Linked DNA regions of Rattus norvegicus: region 2 is linked to region 1. The links are chromatin contacts, called in public Hi-C maps. All regions are on one chromosome and are shown on one strand. Each heading gives the region's core, a stretch centred on a gene start, on an enhancer-like site or on the middle of the called end of the contact. The rest is flanking DNA. Distances are from core to core; before and after follow the strand shown. Region 1 overlaps Fto (FTO, alpha-ketoglutarate dependent dioxygenase). Region 2 overlaps Fto (FTO, alpha-ketoglutarate dependent dioxygenase).

Region 1 (7,551 bases), core at 1,713-4,212:
TTGAAACTCCTTCAAAGATGCCACTCAGACTTTAGCTGTTGGTTATCCTTTTGTGCAGGAGTGCGCCCGCATGTGCATGTGTGCAGCGTGTGCATGCGCATCCGCAGAGGTTTGGTCTCTTTAAAAGCCCAGTTATGTTATGTGGATATGCTCTGTTTTTTTATCCCAGGCGTGGGATATGGGGCTGCTTCGGTGTGCCCACCACGGTTCCCTGTGATTGTCTCCTGCACTAGAAGGGTGTGATCTTTGCCAGCTGCAGATGGTTTAGTTCTGGGTGACTTTGGAAAGGGGATAGATTTGCCAGAGAGGGACAAGAGCACTTGGAACAAGGCGGCAGCTGCTTCTCCTGCTGGTCCCTGCTCCTGTTCCACTGCTGCTCTTGTTGGGTTCTCAAGTGGTCGAGAGAAAAGAGGTGAGAGGAAACGATTAGATGAAGACTGGACTCGCCCCCAGGGACTCAGTGCCCCTCATCAGTGGGAAGTAGTCTAAAGAGAACTCAGCGCCCCCTTCTCCCTCTAACCTTCTTTCTTTCCTACCTGGTTTGGGGTGCTGGAAGGGATCCGGGTGGAGGAGGGTGATAGATGTAAGAACCGGAATAAAATAAAAAATTAAAAAAAAAATACACTCCACAGGTGGGTGTGCAGGCTGTGCGTGGGCATATGGAGGGCAGTGAAGGTCAGTGGGTATTCCTGTCCCCCACTGCCTGGACACAAGGTCTCTCAGTGAGCTCATTGCCCTCATGCTGAGGTTGCAGTTAAGTGCTCACTGGGGGTTTGAACTCAGGTCCTGATGGTTGTAAAACCAGGATTCTTACCCACTGAACCATCTTTCCATCTCCCTATTACCAATTTTTTTTTTTTTTTAATTTATGGAAGGAGCAATTCCCTGTCACATTGACTTTACAGGAAAAGCGACCCATACATTTTTAACTAGTGCCCAGTGTAATGGATTCTCATCTTTAGTTTCTGGATGGAAATTTCTGAAGGACTAAGGAGGCTAAGCCATGCTCCCCGTGCAACTTGCGATAGTCTAGAAAGTTAAGGCTCTGCAGTGACTTCCTCTGACGTCAGGGCTCCTATGTGGGGAAAGGTATATCACTTGGAGGGTGTAATTTGTGCAGCTGATTCTTAAATCTTTATCATGCAGTGAGTAGGCTCAGACTCCATAGTTTGTGGTTAACTTGATGAAAAACCAGCTTGTAATTGAAGGTAGAGGTTGCGAAGCGTTGATCGGTTTTCAAAGTGTTACTATTTGTTGTTCTCACCTCCTAGTGTCTCTGTTTTAGGTCTCGGAACTGATTTGACGCATGTTTGACATCTTTGCAGAACTTGCTTGGTTCTGTAGACGTTGGGTGCTCCTACCCACTTCTTACCATCTAGGAAGTTGTCCTGTGTTCACTCAGTAGTCGGTATGCATTCCTGTATGCCAAGCAGTCTTCTAGTCGTTCGGCATGCAACAGTGAGCGAGACAGAAATAGCTGCTTCTGTTGAGAATGTGGAAGGAAGGGTTGGGCCTTGTTCTGTTACTGTAGAAAGTACCGGGCTTAAACCTGGAGTGAGACAGGAGTCAGTCACAGGATTGTGAGTAGAAAGGAGGCAGCACTGAGAACAGGAAGGAGAGTGGGAAGAGTTTACCCAACAGCCCAGATATGGGCAGCAGTAGAGCAGGTAGAGTTGCTGGTCCTGTCAGGATAGCACCCCATGTGAATGACAGGACAACAGTGTCGGTGAAGAAGACTTTCAGGGGAGGCCCAGGTCAGTGGAAGGCTTGAGGCAGCAAGGGTGGAGAAGTCTCTATCCTGGTAGCTTTAGTCTCGTTAAATGCAATTCAGGAGTCTCTCTATACTGTAATGCTCTAACTCCCTGGTGTGGAAGCCATCGTCATAGTCAGGGAAGATGGACTGTGGCCCCAGGACTGTGTTTGTGCCCTGGGTGAATCCTTGTTGCTGTCTGTGGGCGTCCACAGATCTTGTGTTAAGGTGACTACTTCACATTGTGTGAAGCTGTGTCCCTGTATTTTCACTTGTGAATTCTATACTGTCAAAGAGCTTAATGCTGCAAGATTTTGATATTATGGTTTCTGGGGTCCATTATCAGTTTTATATTTGTAAATACTTGTCTTTGCACACCTGCTTAGACACTTAAGAGATCAGACAGCCCTCCATGGAGAGGCAATCTAAGAGATGTATCAGGTGTTGTCTCGCTGCTGATTGGTTGTAATGAAGAACCAAAGGCCAATAGCTGAGGCAGGAAGTATGAAGGCGGAACTTCCAGGGAGAGAGAGTGAAACAGAGAAGAAAGCTGAAGCAAGCGAAGAGAATCAAGAGAGACTTGTAAGGGAGTGGACTTGCATCAGAGCAGTCCAGGGAGGTGAAGAGCTGGTCTTGTGGCGGGTCACAGTGCTAGAATAGTCCGGTTAAGTTCAGATAGTAGATGGGAAACTGCTCCAGCAAAAGGCCAAAGCTTTACACTGTGAAATTCTCTGTGCCTTATCTGTCTATTCCACAGGTAGGTCTGCCAAAGTCCCGCAATACTGCTTCCTGTTACTAGTTGTCCTTTCCTAAAGTTTGCACAAGTGAAAATTGTATATACTCGTTTAAAATGTTTTTGACCTGAGTTAGGTCACTTAGGATAATTATTTTGAGGTTTTTCCATAGTTTTTGAGTATCATTAGTTCAGTCCTGTTTTCCTTTCTTCTCTGTTACGGCACAATTATTATGCATGAGGCTGTTACATAATTATTTAAATTATATGGTCATTCAGTCAGCGCATCGAGGTTACCACTGTCCGAAAGCTTCCATTTCTCCATACAAACCCCTGAGCCTCTCCTCCTTCATCCCCTAGTTAACCAGGCTCTCCTGTCTGTCTGTATCGATTTTGGTAGGGTGCCTCAGTTGTGAAAACAAAATTCCTGTGAGGTTACCGCTGGCCCTGTTCGTTCGACTGTTATCAGTCAGCCACAGAGGAATGTTTGCTGAGCTTGCCTTGCTTTAGCAAGCAGTTCCGGGCAGGGGAGACCACAGGCCTGCATGTGTGTGTCCCCCCCCCCCCCCCCCCCCGTGGCTGCATTCATTTCTCGTTCTCAGGCCCCTCATTCGCCTCCACAAAATGTTCCAGCTAGATTCCCCACCCCCACCCCACCCCCCACCTCGCAGACTCCTCCATTCTCTTCGGAGACAAACGTCCTCTTGCCGCGTGTGCTAGTAATCGGTCTCTTCTGTTGATGTCAGACTCTGGTCTCTTTCCTGACTTTTGTCTATGAGACACTGCACTCTAACATCTAACTACTCTAGGTGTCTTGTGTGCTGAAAATCATGCCCTCTTCATTTACTTTATTGAACATTCTTTCTTAATAATTGTGCGTTAGAATATTTTTCAGAATTCTATTCCTTATTATGTCTGAATACGAGTCACTTCATTGTGTGTGTGTGTGTGTGTGTGTGTGTGTGTAATACATAATACATACAGTATATATTTACATATAGTGTATATCACTATCCTGGTTAGCTTTTGGCTCTTGTTTTATTTTTGTTTTAAAACAGTTTCTTATCATGGACCTTTACCCAGCCTGCAACTCACTGTGTAGGTCAGGCTAGCCTCAGACATATAGAAATCTCCCGGGGTTGGGGATTTAGCTCAGTGGTAGAGTGCTTGCCTAGGAAGCGCAAGACCCTGGGTTCGGTCCCCAGCTCTGAAAAAAAGAACAAAAAAAAAAAAAAAAGAAATCTCCCTGTTTCTGCATAGAGTGCTAAGATAAACGTGTGTGTGCCACCATGCCCAGGTCCCTGGTTAGTTTTTATTGTCACCTTGACATAACCTAGAGTTGCCTGGAAAGGGGACACTTAACTGAGGATCTGCCTAGATCAGATCATATTGGCCTGTGGGCGTGAGTGTGTGACATTTTGTTGATTGATAATTAATGTGGGGGAGTATCCATCCCATGCCTAGGCAGATGGTCCTGTGTTGTATAAGAAAGCTTAACTAAGCCAACATCAGACAGTGGGCCAGGCAGCAAGCAGCATTTCCCCATGGTTTCTGCTGTACTTCCTACTTGATCCTGCCCTGACTTCCTCCATGGTGGACTGTGACCTGGAAGTGTAAGCTGAAATAAATCCTTTCCCCCCGCTAAGCTACTTGTGGTCATGGTGTGTGTCACACAACAGAAACCAAAATTAGGTCGCATTTTGCTTACTTGGTCCTTACTGACAGTCATTTAGGTTGCTCCCACCATTGTTTTAGGAATACTCTGAATAGTTTTTGGTCTGTGCTTTTACTCCTCGGGGCCTGTTGTGTACACAGAGGTGGATCAGATGGTAATCCTCTGCTGCTTGTTTGTTTCTCTTTGGGGAACTCCGCTCTGTTTTCTACAACAACTGCATGGTCTTACTCTCCCACCAGTCACGTTGCCCCAGATGTTGTTGTTTGTTGCACAGTAGCCTTCTAGTGTGTGGGACATGGCGCTGGTTTTGTGCTCTTCCTTGGCCAGCGGCTCATCTGGAGCAAGCATTGTCCCTGTGCTGTCATCCATTTAGACATCTTTAGGGAAGTGCCTTACAGTCTTCTGCTCTTTCTTAATTGGAGTTTCATCAGATTGGATTAGTTTTCTCATAGCTGAGAAGGATTTAACTTGGCTTGAAGTTCTTGAGGGCGTAGTTGCCACAGAAAGACAGACAAGGCAGCAAGAGCTGGAGCCAGCCAGACTGAAGCAGAACCAGGACGGGAAGTGAAGCCTGTAACATCGACCCGGAAGTGACCTACTTCCTCCTAGAAGGCTCCACCTCCTTAGAGTTCCATAGCCTCCTAAAACCCCTCCGCCAGCTGGGGACCAGGTGTTTATTCAGACGCAGGAGCTTAGGGGCCATTTTGCATTAAGCCATGTTGGAGTTCCTCATGTGTTCCAGGTATTTATTGACTATGGGAATTTTAGTTTTTGACTCCAATGATGGATTGGATCCTTTTTTTTTTTTTTTTTTAAATGCTGTCTTGATGCAGTTAGGAGAGGTGGACAAGTTGGAGTGGAAAGATTTCTCTGACTGTGATACTAATTAGACAATTCAATCCTGTGCTATTGATTAACATAATTCATACTAATTGGTTGTAGGACCTTGGGCAAGTTCCCTGAATTCTTTGTGCTTCCCCATTTCTTTTTCATTCATAAAGAGCTAAGAAAGAACCCCCTCAGGACTTCGAAAACAGCACCTAATAGATGTTTTCTAATAATAATAGTAGGCTAAATTATTGCAGTCACATAATTTAAAGTTCTCAAATGTTCCTGTAAGACATTTGCTAAAGAGAGCTATAGTATGTGCTCCTTGCCTGGATGTCTCCACTCGGGGTTGAGGGAAGGGCAGTCATTCTGTTATGTCCTTCTAGCATGTTTGGGGATGCCGTAACATGCTCTGTTTTGTGTGATCGGCTGTAGTCATGATTTGGAAGCCGAGGGTTCTCCTTGTTCTCTCTTCTGCCCCTCTGCCTGCACACACACTCTCCTCAGTTTCCTGCTCCTGTTTTGAGATCGGCTATCATTTGGTTAAACGGGTCCCCAGCCTCCGCGGTAAGCATCTCTGTGAAAATGCTGTTCAGCACATTGAATATGCTCAGGTTACTTTTTAAACATTCAGCATTTCTGACGGATCTTGCCTTTTCTGTTTGCACAGTTGTCTCTGTACTTAAGACCAGTTAAATTTCACATCCACTGTCTGCCACCTGTCTAAGTCTCTCTTCAACACTGTCAGATCAGCTCTTCTGTCGGGTTCATATTTTTGGAGAGACGGTCTTCCAGAAACATCTGATCTGCTCTGGTTGGGACTGGCCATCTTCTGCACCTGATGGCACTGTCCCCTGTAACCTCTGCAGCACAGTGCAGACAGTTACTTTGTCTTTGTTCCTCTCATCCTCACCTATACCCTCTTAACATGTTTTCTGGCCTTGGTGAACATGTTCTCCAAATACCCTAGAGAAGAAGTTCTTAGGATGTAATCACATTTTTAAAATATTACATGTGTTTCTTTACTGTGTGTGTCGGTGCGCCTCCATGTGTGTCTCTGTGGTGTGTGCACATGTGGAATGCTGTATGCATGCATGTGTGCATGTGGCATGCTGTATACGTGGAGGTCAGAGCACGTCTTGTAGGGTGAGTTCTCTCCTACACCATATGATCCTGAGGTTAAACTAAGGTTGTCAGGCTTCGTGACAAGCACCTGTACTCACTGAACCCTCTCCTGACCCAGGATGTAAATTTTTTATTGTAATGGGCTTCAATTATTTTCATTCTACTTTGAATTGAGTATTTATTTTGGGTATAGAAATAAAATACATGCTCTGGGAGGTGATGGTACTCATCTTTAATAACCCCAGCACTCAGGAGGCAGAGGCAGGTGGATCTCTGTGAGTTGGAGGCCAGCCTGGTCTGCAGAGTGAGCTCCAGGCTACACAGAGAAGCCTAGTCTCAAAAAAATCAAAACAAAACACAACACAACACTTTGCATCCCAGTCACGCTCGTTTTCTCTAGTGCTTCCTAATCTGTAAAGTCTGCATGAGTTTTCTGCAGTTTGGAAAATAAATTGGCAAGCTCCTTCAAGTCATAACCTGTGCCTTGGTCTTTCTTTGAGAGTGTGCTTATACATGGCCTAAGTGCTTAGTGTAAAAGTGGTACTAAGACCAGGAACCCCACAGCACCAAACCTGTGATCAGTTCTTCTTCAGTCCCTGGCGTCTCTGAGCTCATGGTGTGTAAGCAGCTGCCCCTGGCCCTTGTAGATGTCCTTTCAGAAGGCTAAGTGTGTCTTTGTGCCTCAGTAGATCTTTGTCTGCATTTTGGATGGACAAATTGTGCTGTGGTTTTGTCCAGCCAATCTGGTTCTGGTCTTCTGTGTTACTTCCAACATAAGGGTTCCTGGAAGCGCCCCCCTCTTTGTTGTACCTGCTAAGGTTGTCGAGTGCCCTGCAGTCTCTGCTGCTAACAGTTGTGCTTGGAGACTGCATTATGTTGGGGATGTCTCTCCTTTCTGATCTTGCTTCCTGTTTTATTCAGGTAATGTAATTTTGAAGCCAAAGAAGCTAAAAGCAGTTTTTCTCTAGTTTTCCCCTATCACCCCCACCTCAAGTGAATGTAATGTAATGTAATGAGGATTTCCTATGTGTGTGAATATTTTTATCTTAAAAGCTACCCCTCCTCCCCCGCCACCTCAATGCTTAATTTGGAAGCTGACAGAACTAGGTATCATGCTGAAGGGCTTTAGGTTTCTCTGTAGGTTTCAGTGTTTTGCCTGAAATCCCAGAAAACTTACAATTAATGTTACAATTTCTCTCTGTCAAGGGACCTCATTTGATTTGTCTCAAGTCATGGAGGACTTCTTATCTTTTGTGGCCTGGGATTGATTAGTTTTCTTCCTCGCTCAAACTTTTTGAAATCTTATTTCCTCAACCCATTCATTCTTCGCTCAGTGGTTGTGGAAGGAGTCAAGGAAGGCTATTCTGAGTTGTAAAATTGTGGCTTGGAGGAATGCCCCCAGCTATCCTTCCTCTCATAGACTATGGTCCCTTTGTGATC
Region 2 (7,551 bases), core at 2,680-5,179, 36 kb before region 1:
GCCTAGGTTTCTCTCTGCTGACCCCTAATGACCTCTCCGGCTGTCTGTTTCTATTCTCCTCTTGTTCATTCCCCGCCTAGATTGCGGTACACTCTGTTCCGGCAGCGGGGCACACGCGTCCTGTCTCGACTTCTCTCTCAATCCGTATCTGCACGCCTGCCACTGCTTTCTCCCCGGTCTGTTCTGTCTGGTGTGGTAACGCAGAACAGATCTCTCCTGGAGCTTTAGCAGCAGGAGGGCGTCATCCTGGCGTGGTCTCTACACTGATACAGTGCTTTGGATGAATAGCCTACATCAACACTGGATATTTGACGCGTACCTACCCAGTGCCACATTAGGAATCAGTACTGTGGAAACTGAGAGAAACAGTTCTCTGAAATCGTCATCCTGCGTTGCTGTAACTCTGGATAACTGAAATGTCCTCATTTCGAAAGCCATTTCCATGATTTCAGATGCTCTGCTTTTCCTCTCTGTGTGGTGCAGTGTGAGCCGTCAGCCCTGCTTTGTCGTAGCTGTGCTCTCCTCTGCTGATGTCCTCCCTTCCTCGGAACAGTTAATTTTGAAGGGTTTTTTCTGGTAGACATTTCTTGGCAGAATAAAACATGTATCTGGAAAATGGCTGACTACTTTAGCCTTTGATTTTTTTTGAGTTTGTTTTAAGATATACATACTTAGGAAGGCTGAGGTAGAAAAAACAGGCAAGAAAAAATGCATATATGTCCTTTAAAAAACAGACATTTAGTTTAAAGAACCTTTACAATGTGATCGTTCATTCATTCATTCGTTCATTCGTTTATTCATGTCTGGGATATTTAATTCAGATTCTCATATACCCGTAGCCTGCTTTCCATCTCTGAGCTGCACCCAGACCCTCCAAATGTGATTTCTTTTGGCCTCTCTATCCTACTTCCAAATTCCTGCCAGAGTCCCCGAGTTGCCCTGAGCACTGTACTTTCAAATAGGAAGGCCACTGGGTGGCACTGCAGCTCTGTGTTCTGTCAGCTGAGCCAGGGAACACTGAGGTCGCTCCAGCTGACTGGGTTTCTGGGTGTCAGGGAAGCTGTATTGGTAATGGGCATAGTGTGATGTATTCCTCTCCACCCTATGCAGCTCTTTAATGCCCTGAAACATGCCCCTCCGTGGCCATGGCCTGTTCACTGTGCCCATTTGGTGTAATAATTAGCAGACTTTCTCACTAACACGGGTACTTACCAACGCCTCACGCCTCCACTGTGTTTTTGTACGTGATGGATTGTACATTCCCAGAGAAAGTTGGGAAGGTCAAAGCTTACCCTGGGTCTCTCAGGGCTTCCTTCTGCACATTGGCTCAGGATAGGTTTATATTAACTTGCTTCCGAGCTTCTTCACACCCGAGCAGCGTGTAATACAAACACGTCCGAGCGCTTATGTAAGGGCTCAGTGAAGGTTTGTAAACATAGCACTGTTAATTTTCTACCTTAAATAAATGAGTAGCTGCCTGCATTGGATGACACTTGGTATCAGAACTGTGTGTGTTGGAAGTGAGCAAGCATCAACAGAGAGCCTGGCTTCGGCACCACATCTTGGGTTAAAATGGAGAAGAAAAGTTACACATGGGATTTTAATTTTCTCCATGGCTGTAAGTTAGGCTCCATTTAATTCTTTGTGGTTTTACAAGCCCTTCTAGGCTCCCACTATTTCTATGCCAACAATTTTATCATTTACAGAGCACGATCAGAATTAACTGACAGAAGACTGAACAGGCTGGAAATAAGTTGAAAGCAAGAAATACTTTGTCGGGCCATTAGCTTGTGCTCCGTGACTGGAGGGAGCCTGTTTACCATATCTTTGCTTTGATTCTCTTATTCCTACAGCTGGCATAGTGCCCTCCGCTCTCCTGTGTCTGCCGAAAGATGAAACGAGAGCTCCTAGGAATAACTCTGCTTGTATTTATTTTCTTGGCCCCCAATAAATGTAAGGTGTGGTTTTAATCACCTAGGGTGGCTAAGGAGCTTCCCCTGTTGACTCCATGATGAACTGTAGGGAACTTAACGGGAAGATGTTACAAGCTGGGGTCTCTCGGACTTTGTCACTCATGCTGGGAGGACACACATACATATCATTTGGATTTCCGAGACAGAGTTTCTCTGTGTAGCCCTGGCTGACCTAGACTTCACTCTGTAGACCAGGCTCGCCTCAAACTCACAATATCTGCCTGCCTCTGCCTCCCGAGTGCTGGGGTTAAGAACATTTGCTCTGAGCAGGGCTTTCTTTGTGAGTTCCAGCCCCCACTTTGAAGCGCCTCCCACTTTGCTGCTCCTGCTTCTGCCCACAAGCCTCTGCTCACATCTGTGTCTGTCGATGGTGCATGTATGGATTTGGGTACAGGAAGCTGTGACAAGAGGTTGTTTCTGTATAGCAGCCTCCCAAGGAACAGAGGCATGGACTCGAAGCTAAGCTCTAGAGGCGGGCTTCTGAAGCAATGTTTTGGACTAGCTTGTCAAGGAGCCCCACATCTGCCACATGTGGGCAGGATAGGAATCGGGAAGCCATCATCAGTACAGTCTGTTTGTGAAGACAGACAGCTGTGGTAAAGCCAGAGACAGCCAGAAAAAAGGAAGGTGCCACCATGACAAGTGGTGTTTAAATGGAATGACTTTGTGGCCTTTTCTGGCCTTGTGCTGAAAATCCAGTGTTTGGACAACTACTTTGCAGAGAAAGCCCAAGCCTCACCATGGTGATTATTTTCTTTCTACCTTCTGAGTCTCTTGTATGGGGCCCCGGGCCTGGTGAGGGCTGATACTCACCCAGAGCCTTGGCTGCAAACCAGCATTTTGTTTCTTTCCCAGCATAGCAAATAGCTAGCAGGTACTGTTTAAGTATGTGGTCAGTGCTGTTGACTCCTTTGTTCTGTGTCACTGAGGCACTGTGCTCATTACTGTCCCCTCTGGCTCCCGGAGCTCTAGAGGCTACAGTTTGGTCTCCACCCCCTGGTTCAGGCCCAACTCCTGCCTCCCTGTGCCTTCTCAGTGGTCTTCTCAGGGTCTGGCCCTCTGACCTCCAGTCTTGGTTCCTTTGAACTGAACCATATTATAAATATATTAGAGTTAAAACACAGGGCAACAAATTAAACAGACTCTCTCTCTCTCTCTTTCTCTCTCTCTCTCTCTCTCTCTCTCTCTCTCTCTCTCTCTCAGTCACTCACTCAACAAAATTATGCCTTCACTGTGTTCCTGTCCTTCTCAAAAGCCTTTTGTGGCTGCTTATTACATTCAGGACGGAATCCAGACCCCTCAGCCAGACTCTCTGGACCTTCCATATCAGGGCACGGTCTGTCATCCCCGCCTTATCTCCCGCTCTCCCCTGCTGAAACCGACGGTTAGCCAAAGGTCTAATCACTGATGCTTGATCAGCGGCTTTGATTACTGACTTTTTAGCTCTGCCGCCCTATTACCTGTCGATCTGTTTTCTGCTTTCTTCTTCTCCTCATCACCTTGGCACATGGTTCTTCTCTCCTTTGTTCAGACTTCTTAAAGCACTATTTACTGAGGCGTTTTTATTTTATTACCCGCACTGTTAGTTTTCTTTTCCTGTTTTTCATGTAGGCAGTATAAATATTTGTTATGGATTGATTGATCTGTTGATTCTGCATGGCTTTGACATCCACTTGCTTGGGAAAGGGGGAAGGTAGAGGGTCAATGTGGGGCTGAAGCAGAAGCCTGTGTCTGTGACTTTGTCCTTTTGATTTCTAGTGAAAGGACAAATTAACTATTTGCTTTGAGCAAACTAACGCAGTGTTTTGTGGGTTTAGTATCTGAAAAGGACCCAGGGAGGGAAAGCCTGGGAGTTGAGCTCTTCCCTGTTTGCCAGGCTGGATGAGCTTCTCCCTGCCACAGCCTTGCAGTTTGCTTAAGCGAGGGTTGTGAAATCACAGTGGAATTTGTGGTTGCCTGCTGAGGAGGAGGAAGAGAGGTTCTGAGTAAATCAGACATGCAGATTAGTAAGGCATGGGCTCTAACAGATCATACAATAAGCCCCAAGAAATTCATTTCATCATCTTTCTGCAGGGCGACAATGTGTATGTATGTACACATGTGTACATGTGCTTGTTATGTGTTTGTATGCATGTGTATGCATGTACTTTGTGTGTGTACGTGAAAGCAGCTAATTGTACATTTTCTTTAGTCTAGAGTTCTCAAACTTTTTTTCCCAGCCCTTTTGTACTAAAGTTTATTTAGAATCCCCAAACCTCTTGTTTCTGTAGAAGCTTGTCTGCTGGCAGCTACTGAATCACAAAATAACTTTATTCATTTAATAGTAGCAGGGACTGTGACTTTTTTTTATATAAAAATAAGTTTTCCAATACCAAAATGTATCAGAAAGAGTGACTGTTTTTACATATTAGCAAATCTTTGTATTGTCTAGCACAGTAAAAGCTGGGTTCTCGGAGCTGATGTTGTATCTAGTTGTTCTGCTGTATTGTTTTGCTGGAGGCGTATGAGGAAGATCCAGTCTTCCTCAGGTATTGAGGCGGGGGTATTTGAGTGGGCTTCATTGATAATTCACTGAACCTTGACGAGGGTCAGCTTATTTTTTTCATTTTTACTTTATTTAGTTTTATAATGGTAGTTTTTTAATTAACAAATGATTGTGTAAATGGAGCGCATCGTGATGTTATATCTGGTACCTGCATATATTGTGAGATGGTTAAGTGAGGCTAATTAGCATACCCTTCCCTTGATTATCATTTAGAACCTGGCCTTTTAACAACTTAGAGATGGTAAATTGATATGAACTAGAGTCACCAGGGCTTACTCCTGTGTCCATCCAAACTTGGTGACTCAGTGACATTGGGTTCTCCTTTCTATCCCTGATCCGGATGGCTCTTCTCTCCTGAGTGTCCACAGGCAAGGTCATGCATTCTCTTCCAGCACAGAGTAAAACAGGCAAATACTAACGTTACTAGAAGAGTATCGATCATGAGGAACCTTTGCCAAACCCCCAGACTAGAGACCAATTAGGAAGAGTTCAACAGCAACGCAGGGTAGAAGAGTTTTAGTGTTTGTTTCTTCAAGGCTAATTTCTTTTCCATCCTGGAGCTTAGCCATCAAAAGGAGAAAAGTATTTCTTTCCTATTCTTCATTTCTTAGCGTAGGGTTTAGGGTTAGGGTTAGGGTTAGGGTTAGGCTTTGTTTATCATTTTTAAAAATTTAGCGTTTAAACTTGTATTTAGTTTTGTTTTGTGTGTAGGGGTGTTAGCGTCCACATGTGTGCCTGTGCACCACCTGAATGCAGGGCCCACAGAGATCAGAAGAACGCATCAGGTGGGTGTGAGGCAGCGTGAGGATGGCAGGATCCGAACCCCGGTCCTTTGTAAGATCAGGCAGCTTCCAACAGCTGATTGGTCCTTCTGACCCTTATTCTTTATTAAAAACAACAACAACGGGGGGAGGTCTTGTCTTGTTTTGTTTTTCCAGATCTGTTTCAGTAATAATAAATGCTCAGCTTAAACCACCGTGATTGCTGTTGCTCCTGGTGTTTGCTGGGAAATTAGACACTGAGTGCTGCAGACATGGCAGAGACTGGGCAGGTGGGTGCTCCTGCTGCAGGCACCGGCTGCTGGGGACTTTTGTAAGGGAAGCCTGCTCCAGAGCAAGGCGTCCCCCCCCCTGTCCCCGTGGGCAACAGGCACTCTTTCTTTCCGTCGTGGCCCCACCACGAGCCTTTGCCCGAGTGTGCTCGCTTGCGTGTGTCTGGAGCTCCAGAGAGCAGCTTCCTTCGCTGCTGACCCGGGTAGACTGCAGACGCGAGGCAGCAATTAAGCGGTCATGTAATAGAAGACTCCCAATTTGCCAGTTTCTTTTTTTAACTTCTTGGGTGGTTGGGGTGCATCATTGAAACAATTATTACATTTACTCAAGAGTTTGTCCTTTCTATTAAAAAAGATCCCAGCCAAGTGCCTTAAGGTGAAGCGGAGGGGATTGTGTAACAGAGGCTCTGCAGACTGGTCCTTATTGTTTGAGAAGACTGATTCCTTTGTGCTGCAGCTTGGCACCCAGAATCGCTTTTAATTTAACAGTCCAGCTCCTTTAATGATCAATTCTCTATTGTGTTCTGAGGTTGGTACACTCTCAGGCTGCTCTCCAAGGCATCAGCTTCTTTGGAGAAATGGGGGCAGGGGTATCGAAAAAGGCCTAATCATTTGGTTATAATTTATAGTCAGGTCCCAATCCCCTTATTAGAGAATGTTCTCCAGGGAGAGTATCTATATTGTGTCGGGTGCTTTGCTGGTGTTTTTTTACTCTTGTGTAATCCTGGTGGAGGGGTTGCATACGGGTGCTTTTCTTCCTTCCGTTGCTTCTAAGAGGGATAAGAATGAACCAGGTCACTCTTATCTCATACCTGCTCACCTGCCTTAGATTTTCACACACTGTTGTAATCCATTCAGTTGGATTCATGGGTTAAAATTATAAATGAAATTGTATAACTTCTATGCTTAAGATACTCAGTGGCTCCAAGTTGCCTATGAGCTAAGGTCCTTCTTTGCTGGTGAACAGGCCCTACTTACCCAGTTCTCACATCACTGAGGACCACCTGCAGTCTGTTGCAGTCCACATTTGCTGGACTAATAGCCTTCCTTTTGTCCCCAGAGCCCCCAGGCTGGGTCTTCCTCAGAGCTTGGCCGGTCCCAGAATTTGACTCCGCTCTCAGCCTCTTGGGATTGAGTCTCACCTGAAGCCTCTTGTTTTGGTCTTCACTGAGCAACCAGGCTCTTGTTCCCCACAACCCTTAATTTTTTAAAAATATATTTTAAAGTATTTGTGTGTCTATTTAGGGGTATGTGCACTCGAATGCAGGTGTCCATGGAGGCCAAAAGAGGCCATTGGATCCTCTGGAGCTGAAGTTACAGGCACCCGTGAGCTGCCTGACATGGGTGCAGGAAACTGAGCTCAGGTCTTCTCCCGGAGCAGCAAGTCCTCTTCCTCAGCGGGTCACCTTCCTATGTGGTTGTCTCAAGTCACTGTTCCCCTGTCTTTGCCTCCCTGTGCTGCTGCTATTGCAGGTGTGTGCCACCCTGACCAGCACCGTCACCCTGACCGGCACCGGAGTCTGTTTCCACGGAACCATTTAGTGTGGTGGAGGATGAACCTCTACTGTTAGCTTCCAGTCATGGCGTGCCACACACTGACCTTGGATGAATGCCTTCGTCATTCAGAATTTTAATTTATTCCCCTATAAATGGAGATAGTGTGACTAAATAATACTGGAATAGTTAGCTGTTGTTAGATATTATTTCCATGTAGTAATATCCAATCCCACTTCATAGGTCACTGTATATTTATTTAGGCCTTTCTCTCTTTCTTGCCTCTAGTGCAGACTGTATGAGGGAACCATCTTTATCCTAGATTCAAATGGTGTTTGACATATAGTAGGCACTGTCTAAATCTTTGTTGCGCATTAGAACATGCACTATCTTTGGTTTGCAAATGGAGCAGTCATCAGAGGGATTCACAGCTACTGAATGATGGTAGACCAGGCTTGGGCCTCTTCACAGTAGAGCCTCGCCCTTCC

Evidence for each region. Hi-C and Micro-C count contacts between places; a contact is called where the count stands out from the background.
Region 2: a Hi-C map of liver shows a contact between it and region 1, with 2.6 times the contacts expected there. The contact joins two enhancer-like sites. A contact is called at or near these places in 3 of 12 Hi-C or Micro-C datasets (kidney and liver).

Annotation. Positions count from the first base shown.
Region 1 is chr19:31,754,507-31,762,057 of GRCr8, reverse strand. All of the region lies in intron 3 of Fto (FTO, alpha-ketoglutarate dependent dioxygenase), which reads left to right. Among named protein-coding and RNA genes, the nearest start is that of Fto, 110 kb to the left of the region's middle. Within about 2 kb of position 2,962, at least 7 of the 93 cell types and tissues checked have an H3K27ac peak or open chromatin away from gene starts, as enhancers often do. A contact at or near this core is called in liver, where this site is marked.
Region 2 is chr19:31,791,664-31,799,214 of GRCr8, reverse strand. The region is part of intron 1 of Fto (FTO, alpha-ketoglutarate dependent dioxygenase); the gene reads left to right. Among named protein-coding and RNA genes, the nearest start is that of Fto, 69 kb to the left of the region's middle. Within about 2 kb of position 3,929, at least 11 of the 93 cell types and tissues checked have an H3K27ac peak or open chromatin away from gene starts, as enhancers often do. A contact at or near this core is called in liver, where this site is marked.